Regions from separate parts of the Mus musculus genome. Here region 1 is linked to region 2. Evidence: chromatin contacts called from public HiCAR-type data. All regions are on one chromosome and are shown on one strand. The core of a region is the stretch at or near the end of the contact, and the rest is flanking DNA. Distances in the headings are between cores, read along the strand shown. Region 1 holds the start of Tram2 (translocating chain-associating membrane protein 2). Region 2 overlaps Efhc1 (EF-hand domain (C-terminal) containing 1).

Region 1 (4,409 bases), core at 934-3,433, 100 kb before region 2:
GTTAGTTATGTCTGTCACATGGTAGGTGCTCCAAGGGTATTATGCCAAATGAAATGGCTAATAAACAAGATAATAACAAACTTTGGAAATACACGGGTGATTTGTGGGGGTCACATGTGGAATGATGAAGAAGGGGAGTGGTGAGAATTCTGAGATGAGCCTTTACAGGACTCTGTGGCTGAGTGAATAAGAAAGGCTGGGAATGGGCTTGCAAAACTCCTGCAAAATGCAGGATGCTGTCAATTCTTAGTATTAAGAGTGTGTATTGCAAGCACTGGGAAGTGTTTAACCCATTGTTTGTATTAAAGATGGCCTGGGCAACCTGGACTTAGAAATGGCTGTGATGGCTGAAGGAAGCTTTTGGTGCTCCCTCGGCAGTTGTCAATGTGATGCACCATCAAACATACATCTTAGAATCTTGTGTCTTATTGTTCAACTATTCTGCAAAGGGAAGAGCTATCAGCTGCAAGAGCAATGTCTAAAACATCTCTGCTTTTTCGACTGTTTTATTTATAAATGGGAGGGGTGGTGAGTTCTACTGTTTCCCATGGATTTTGGCCTCAAGTATTAAACGTTAGATTGACACCATTACATATGCGAAGGAAATTCCCACAAATCATTGACCATTAGAACATTTGTACATTGAGAGTCAAGGTGCTCCAGAGTTCTTTACAAGGCTAGGTCCGAATTTCAGAAGAGTCTTGATTGGGGAGACAGCGTAGTGAGTGATAGTCCATGCTGTGCAAATACTAGGACCTGACTTGGAATCCGCAGAACCCATGTAAAAGTTGGCCACAAGGGGCATTTCTACTGGGAGATGGGAGGAGCTAGAGGAGCAGCTAGCCTGGCCTACCTAGTGGAAAAGTCAACACAAAGAGAGACCTTGGAACAAACCAGGTGGAAGGTGAGGCCTGACACCGGAGGTCACTGGGGCGAAAATACATAAATATGTGAGCTCATGCATGTGCAGCCCCTATATGTCATAAACTGTACGCACGTGCACGCACGCACGCACGCACCGGTCTTAACTTTAAACAAAGGTTAGTCCAATATAGGCATTAATGCCCCCCGCCCCGCCCGTGGAGTTAGAAGCCCTAGGGCTGTCTGTTAAATAGTGCACAGTTTAGAATACAGGAGATAAATTTCTTTAAGGAACTTCATTCAGTTCTAGTTACCTTCAGACTGCTATTTTTGCAAACTCGTAACCGTGAAACTAATTTTAAAAAAAGAAAAGAAATTAAACAGTCCTCTGTTCATTTTGCATTTCTGTACATTTAGAAGCGATTATTTGTTCCTTCATTACTGGCAGGATTAAATCCAATATTTGCTAGTATAATTTATTTTAAAAGACCTTTTGTCCTTCCGGAAGTAATTTTGAAACTTAATATTAAATGGAAACGTTGGGTGAGGATCTTTTTTTTTTTTTTTTTTTTTTTTTATTTCTTCAGTGTTTATTCTTCCACTTCTGATCAATTAATATTGAAGGTAGTGAGCCCTGAAAAACCAATTCTGGGCAGTACCTGGCCTTTTAAGTGAAGGAGTAAAACGCGGGGTACCTGCACGCCCTTGCAAAGTAGGCTCTACTAAGGCAAGGCCTTGGGGTAGCTGCTGAAGGTTCTGAGAGGTTGAACCTACACTGTGCAATCCTTCAGACACAGGAGTAGCCATGCATTCATTTAAGATCCAGCGCAGGGCTGGGGCCAGTCCACAGGCCGGCACGAAGCTTCCCGCCCCGGGCCCTTCCTGCAGAGGAAGAAGCTGGGCGCTAGGAGTGGGATCCCGGCCCACTTCCTGTCCAGCAGCTCGGGAGCCGCTTCCTCTCAAAGCCGGAGGACAGGGCTTCCATTCCCGCGTCTCAGCGAGGTTCACGGAAGAGTGTACCCCCGGTGGAAGCCGCAAGCACCGGTAGCGAGCGCGGCACAAGGGTTAGGCGCGCCGGGCTCGCCCAGGAGGCGTGGCCGGTGGCGCTGGCCAAAGGGCTTGAGGGCGGGGCGGATGGAGGAAGGGGGTGTGGCCAGAGGCGCGCGCCTTTGCGGCCTGGGGGCGGGGCGGACGGAGGAAGGGGGTGTGGCTAGAGGCCCGCGCCTGTGCAGCCGCTGCGGGGCGAGGGCTGTGGCCGGGGGCGGTTCCGGGCGGCAGGCCGGGGCGGGGCGGGCAGAGGAAGGGGGCGGGGCCCGAAGTTGTTCCGCGCTGGGCTGCGGGGCTGGCGTGCGGACCGGGCCGGGCCGGAGAAGTTTTCGCTGGGGCTGCTGAGCGAGGGTGCGGGCCCCCGCAGGCGGTGAACGCCCGCTGCCATGGCTTTCCGTAGGAGGACGAAAAGTTACCCGCTCTTCAGCCAGGAGTTCATCATCCACAACCATGCAGACATCGGTTTCTGCTTGGTGCTCTGCGTCCTCATCGGGCTTATGTTCGAGGTGAGTAGAGCGGGGAGGGGGTGCTGCAGGGGTTGGCGGTCCTAACTCCCGTCCTCCGAGGCGCAGACAGGGATTCCCGGACCTCATCTGGGCTGGAGCGCGCCCGGCTGGGATGTCCCGCACGTTATCTGCACCTCTGGCTTTGTGCACTGTATCCACTCTGGCCTGGACCTAAGAGAGTCCAGACAGCACCCCTAACTCCTAGCTGTGCGGGCCGTGCCATGCTCTGTCGCCCCCCTTGGACACCCACCACATCCTACAACTCTATCTGAATCTCAGAAACCCATACCTGGCCTCGAACCAATTGCAGAGCTGCCTTCCTGGCCCTATGGTTGGGGTTTCCTTTCTGGCGACTTGGTGCCAATGTGGGAAACTCCTAGACCAGCTGTAATTGCACAATCCCCCCTCCTTCTCTCTAGTGGGGGCCTCCAGATCTTCTAGGCTTTTCTAGTGGAAGGGACCCTAACCCTCTCCACCTCTCTTGTGGCTTTCTGGAAGTTCTTCATCCTAACCTCTGGAGCTTGCTCCAGGTGTTCACATGTGGCCCTGGCTCCATCCCAGAGGGACCTTCTGCTACCAACCTCTCTTTAAATATGACCTAAAGGGCTAGTTTTAAGATATCCTTTGGCACTTTGAACTGTTCCTGTAGATCTGTGTGAACTGGACCCAGAGCCTCATCCCCTTTGCAGGAGCCAGTAGAGGGATACTCTCTGTGAAAGGTGATTTCCTAGTCGCTGCAGGGATGTGGGGTGGGAACAGAGAAAGGGATCCTGGATTCAGCACTGTGCTGGTGTAGGCCTCAGAGCTGTCTGTGTAAACCACTAAGGGGTCAGAATCCGAGGTCCCTACTCCAGAGTGCTGCAAAACGGTGATATTGAAAAGTGGGAAGGACTTACTATAGTATATATTGTCTCCAGAGCACCATAGGTAATAGGTGACAGTCCCATGGCTTGGGTCGCCTGGTCTTGAGAACACTCATTCCTATCCTCTCTTCTGTGTAAGTTTCCTGATCTGCATTCTACAGGGTAGTAAGAAGGTGCACCATTTAAGAGTTACTTGTCTATCCCTGCATCTACCCATATCTCCCTTATCTACCCATATCTACCCATATGTCCCTGTTACCGACTCAGGACCTATTTGGCTGAAGAACTTGTCCTCGCGCTGGGGCTGTTCTTGGGTTAGCCGGGTCTGAGCTGAATGCATGCTCGTAGCTAGGCTGTCGGGTTTGCAGGAGAGAAGCTGGGACTGGGGCTGGTGTCCACATTCTTCTGGAAATTCTGTCACTTCACTTTCTTCCTCTCCTCCACTCACATTTTCCCTCGACCTCAGTTTCCTCATCATTGAAGAAACCATTAAAACCAACCTTCCTTATGCAGTGATTTATAAAGCTTAAAGCTGAGGTTTTATCCGCAACAAAAGCCATTCTTCCAGCCAAAGAGCTAATCTGTCTCTTGCTCCTGGACCCTTGTTATTATTTAACATAGTGGCTTAATGAGAAGGCAGGGGACCTGCCCTGCTTCACGTTTGCCTCATGTCAATGTGCAGTCCTCCATTCTAAGACGCTTCTCAGTGTCATGCTCCAGTTCTTGCAGGCTAGGGCCAGATCGTCACATGTGTCAATCATAAACCTCATAGCCATGTGTTCCACAGCTGGCCAGAGCCTTGTGCTTAGCTTGTGGCTCTCTGTGGTGTCTCTAGCTTTTGTTGAGAGTTTGGGCTTTACCTGTCTTAGTGTTGTGCAAAAAGAGACGCACAGAGTTTGTACTGCCTCCTTTGTTCCCTGTCTCTAGCCTTCTGGAGTGCTTTGCTTCAGATCAGTGGTAGTCCTTGGAAACTGACAACTTCTGGGATTGTCACTCCTAGTACCTGATGCCAGAGAAAGGACTAAGGTGATGGAAAAAAAAAACAAACTAGCCATTTTCCTTTTCCTTAGGATTAGCCCTAGGGCTGTAGAAAGGACTTGGTTGAGGTGCCAACACACCCGTCTTCCTAGTT
Region 2 (4,393 bases), core at 610-3,109:
CTGTCTTCAGACATACCAGAAGAGGGTGTCAGATCTCATTACAGATGGTTGTGACCCACCATGTGGTTGCTGGGATTTGAACTCAGGATCTTCGGAAGAGCAGTCAATGCTCTTAACCACTGAGCCACCTCACCAGCCCCTGAACTTACATTTCTTTCTAAGCCTCACACTTTAAAATAGTTTTGCTATTTATCAAAGGGAGAGTGTAGAGAGCTAGACTATGGGAAGCTCAGGAGTTAAGAGCACTAGCTGTTCTTCCAGAAGACCTGGGTTTAATTTCCAGTACGCATATAATGACTTACAACCCGTGGTGGTTTCAGTATGCTTGACTCTGGCCTGTGGTGGGAAGTAGCAGTATAAGAGGTATGGCCTTGTTGGAGGAAGTGTGTCACTGTGAGGATGGGCTTTGAGGACTTTTGCTTAAGCTCCGCCCAGGGAAGAAGGGAGAGTCTACTGTTGACTGCCTTGGAATCAAGACGCAGAACTTTTTCATTCTCCAGCACCATGTCTGCCTAGACACTGCTTCCTGCCATGATGAGAATGGACTGAACTTCTGAACCTGTAAGCCAGCCCTCAATCAAATATTTGCCTTTATAAGAGTTGCTTTGGTCATGGTGTCTCTTCACATTAATGGAAACCCTAAGACATAACATCTACAACCAGCTGTTACTCCACTTGTAGGACCTGACACCTATCTTCTGGCCTCATGGCACAGGACACACACATGGTATATTGTGTGTATGGGGAGGGAGGTGTTCCTACAGGTCTCTGGACAGCAGGAAAATGGTCCACAAAGAGGCAACAATAAAACTCTGCTCAGCCCAACTCAGATACCAGTACTGGGTCAAAACGTCAAGAGCCTGATGCCAATTCATTTATTTTAGCCATATTTAAGCACACTACAATTTTGGAAGAAAGTTTTCTGATAAGAATTAACTCAGTCCCATGCGTACAACAAAGCTTCACATATGTTTACATTGAAGTCCTTTTCAAAGTACATATGGCTTTGACCATAAGGTTGGTTCTGTTGACTTAGACGCAATTCTCAAGATAAGGTCTAGGGAGAAGGATAGGTAAATATAATAGTCTGTGAGCATCAGGATTTGGCTTGGCTCTAAGATAACAGAGAAGTCACTTAGTAAAGTAAAAAGATGAGTTTTATGGCTTAGAGGTAGTGCTCTAGGTTTTAGGGGGAAAGAGTCTGGAAGAGGCAAAACCTAAATGCTGGGAGATACGAGTGGAGCCTGAATCAATAGGTTGTAAACTACATTCCCAACATCCCTAGAGGAAGACAGGTCAAGCAGCTTCTTGCTCTCTACAGTGCATGAACACACATGCAGGCAAAGCATTCATACACATAAAGTAATTTTTAAATTTTTCAAAAGGCAGTATCTGTTAAACTAGTATAATTCAACTTTTTATACTTAACACAGTGTATCCAGTGTAGTTATCACATCAAGTTCTAAAAATCAGTAAGACAGTTTCTACTGTTCAGGAAATAGACTCTGGACAGGTCTGTCGACACACAAATGACTATGTTATACACATCTGCAGTTGCTTAACAGAGGCACTCACCAGGGCCGCCAGGTAGCGGAGCACCTTATTGTCATTCATCAGCATTTTAACGACATCTTTTCTGGGAGCTTTAGGAATGAGAGCAAAACAATTCTGAGCAGAGTCTTCAATTAGTCCATAGCCATTATAAGGAGGCAACTCCTGGAGAGAAAACAAGAAGAGGAGCTCCTGGTGTTCACATTCCACTAGAGGTCACTTGTGAGTGTCTTCTTAAAGGTCAACCAGCTCAGAAACACTCAAAAGCAACTTCTGAGGACTGTAAGTTTATGGCCAACCTGGGCCGTGTAATTGGAGCTTGTCTCAAAAACAAATGAATAAACATCTTAGTCTCAGCAAGTCACAAGACACATTAAGGAGCTAGGAAATTGGCACATTTAGAGGAAAAGAAAAATAAGCAGATGTTATCCCTGAAGAAGATCCAAGGGAGGTGTGCTTGACAATGGCTTTAAAACAACCGTCTTAAAAATGGTCCAAGAGGGCCTGCCCACAGAGTGATTCATCGACTTGAAACCACTTGCCACAGAAGCCTCTCGACCTGAATTTGAACCCTGGAATCTACAGTGGAAAGAAAGAACCAACTCCCAAAAATTCTCCCCTGACCTCCACACACAGAGACCACAGCAACATTAAAAACATAGAAAAGAAAGAAAGCACGCCCATGGAGAATTCTATATGTAGCAAAGCTGTCCTTCAGAAATGAGGGACAAACAGAGGTATTTCTAAATGAACCAAAGCTGGGGGAGTTTGTGACCTCTGAACATGCCTGGCAAGCAGTATGCAAAGTGAAAGGACATTAGAGCATCCTCTAACCATTCTATTACACTGAACACACAGAGGTTAATTGAGAGACATTGCTAAGTCATCTAAAGTAAATAGTATTATAATGTTGGGTTGTAATGCCATATTTTTCTCTTCTGTGTAGTTTAAGAGAGCTAGAGATATAGCTAGGTAGCAGAAGACTTGTCTATCATGTGCAACATCCCAGGTTTGATGGCCAGCAATAAAAACAAGACAAAAAGGAAAAAATACTTTCCAGATGTGGGAGACTGATTGACTTAAAAGCAGTGGGGAAACCACTTGAATCTACAGAAAGTCCTCTGAGTTAATGCCATGGAAGTAGGTAAGATAGTATGTTATCTGGATTTGTACATGATTTAAAGCTTGAAAAAAGTCAGTCGGTGGTGGTACACACCTTTAATCCCAGTATTCAGGAGGCAGAGGCAGGCAGATCTCTGTGAATTCCAGGCCAGCCTGGTCTAGAGATTAACCAGGACACCCAAGGCTACACAGAGAAACCTTGCTTCTAAAAGAAAATAGGAAAAAAATTAAAACATCTTAACACTAACGTGAGCTTGGCTATAAACGTAACTATTATAGCTGCCTGGTGACTATCAGAAGGAAGTTCTCTGGTCATCCTGCTTGATACCTTCCCACTCCTACAAAGGAAAGCAGTGCCCACAACTGATACGGTATCCATTCTGACAGCTGTTGCTTAGCCTTTAGAAGCAGCGGTTATATTCAGAACTGTAGATACTCGGTCACTTGAGAAACGCTATGGGCATTTTCCACATTAATATGCATACACTTACTTTATTTTCTACAGGCCTTACAAGTTTCTACTAGTATGGATAGATAAGTTTTGTCAACCTCATTCTTCATTCTGCATAAAACACGTATTCTTTTACAGCCCTCAAAGCATATTTTGTAGACCAAAGATAAACAATATTCTAAGGAATTAAAATGACAACAAACAGCACCTCAGAAAGGTTATTCTAACTGGCTTTCTTGTGAACAGTATAAGAAAATTGCATTTTTATGAGACAAACACTAGGTACTGAAAATCTTTAAAATTGTGCAGATTATAAAACCTCATTATTAATGCTATGTTTCTTTGGTTATCGCTAGACCATGGCTACTTTCATAGAGTGATGGGCTCTGTATTTCTTCTTTTTAAGTTTCTATCATACAGAAGTCATCCATCTTTATGGAGTTCTTCAGTGTCTACATCTTATTCTTACCATATTTGGGACTTCTATCCCGTTACCTGTTTTACTGGAGGTGGCTCCTTCTTGGTCACATCAACTGGTGGTAAGTCAGGCATTCCAAACTTGTCTTTGTAGAACTGTCGTGTGAATGGGTCACAGTCGTAGATGAAGAAGGTCCTCCCCAGGATGGTGAGCGGCTTCCCCACAATGAAGTCCTTGGCAGTGTACCACTCCAGCACCTCTTGGTCTGAGATTTCCAGCACACACTTCGGGAAATTCTCTAATAGGAGACAGGGTTGGAAGGGTGAAAGAATAAACAGGAAAAGAAAGCTTGACATGAGAGCTGAGTACTCTTTTTTTTTTAATTTATAATCCTATATTCTAGCAGACATATTCAATCTTTTTTTAATTAGATATTGTCTTTATTTACATTTCAAATGTTATCCCCTTTCCTAGTTTCCTCTCCTAAAATCCCCTATCCCCTCCCGCCTCCCCCTTCCCCCTACTCCCCAACCCACCCACTCCTGCTTCCTGGTCCAGGCATTCCCCTATACTGGGGCATAGAACCTTCACAAGACCAATGTCCTCTCCTCTCATTGATGACCAACTAGGCCATCCTCTGCTACATATACAGCTAGAGACATGAGTCCCACCATATGTTTTCTTTGATTGGTGGTTTAGTCCCAGGGAGCTCTGTGGGTACTGGTCAGTTCATATTGTTGTTCCTCCTATGGGGCTGAAAACCCCTTCAGCTCTTAGGTCCTTTCTCTAGCTCCTTCACTGGGGACCCTGTGGAGAGCTGAGTACTTTAAGGGCTGGCTCTGGTTAAGGAT

Evidence for each region. HiCAR-type assays count read pairs that join an accessible place to other places.
Region 1: a HiCAR-type map of embryonic stem cells shows a contact between it and region 2, with 2.9 times the contacts expected there. The contact joins the promoter of Tram2 here to the enhancer-like site in region 2. A contact is called at or near these places in 10 of 39 promoter capture datasets (the 3T3-L1 cell line, the C10 cell line, the HPC-7 cell line and 7 more), 1 of 15 datasets of contacts at CTCF or cohesin (the NIH/3T3 cell line), 1 of 484 Hi-C or Micro-C datasets (uterus), 5 of 115 datasets of contacts at active chromatin or transcription factors (CD8 T cells, the NIH/3T3 cell line, embryonic stem cells and 2 more) and 3 of 9 other capture datasets (adipose tissue, liver and pancreatic islet).

The regions. Positions count from the first base shown.
Region 1 is chr1:21,076,999-21,081,407 of GRCm38.p6, reverse strand. It overlaps Tram2 (translocating chain-associating membrane protein 2), which reads left to right and starts at 2,183. Exons shown (of 11, transcript NM_177409.3): 1 at 2,183-2,414. The coding sequence starts at 2,295.
Region 2 is chr1:20,972,222-20,976,614 of GRCm38.p6, reverse strand. Efhc1 (EF-hand domain (C-terminal) containing 1) reads right to left here. Exons shown (of 11, transcript NM_027974.1): 6 at 3,620-3,840; 7 at 1,576-1,716. Among named protein-coding and RNA genes, the nearest start is that of Gm51618, 15 kb to the right of the region's middle. Within about 2 kb of position 1,859, at least 14 of the 459 cell types and tissues checked have an H3K27ac peak or open chromatin away from gene starts, as enhancers often do. A contact at or near this core is called in embryonic stem cells and uterus, where this site is marked.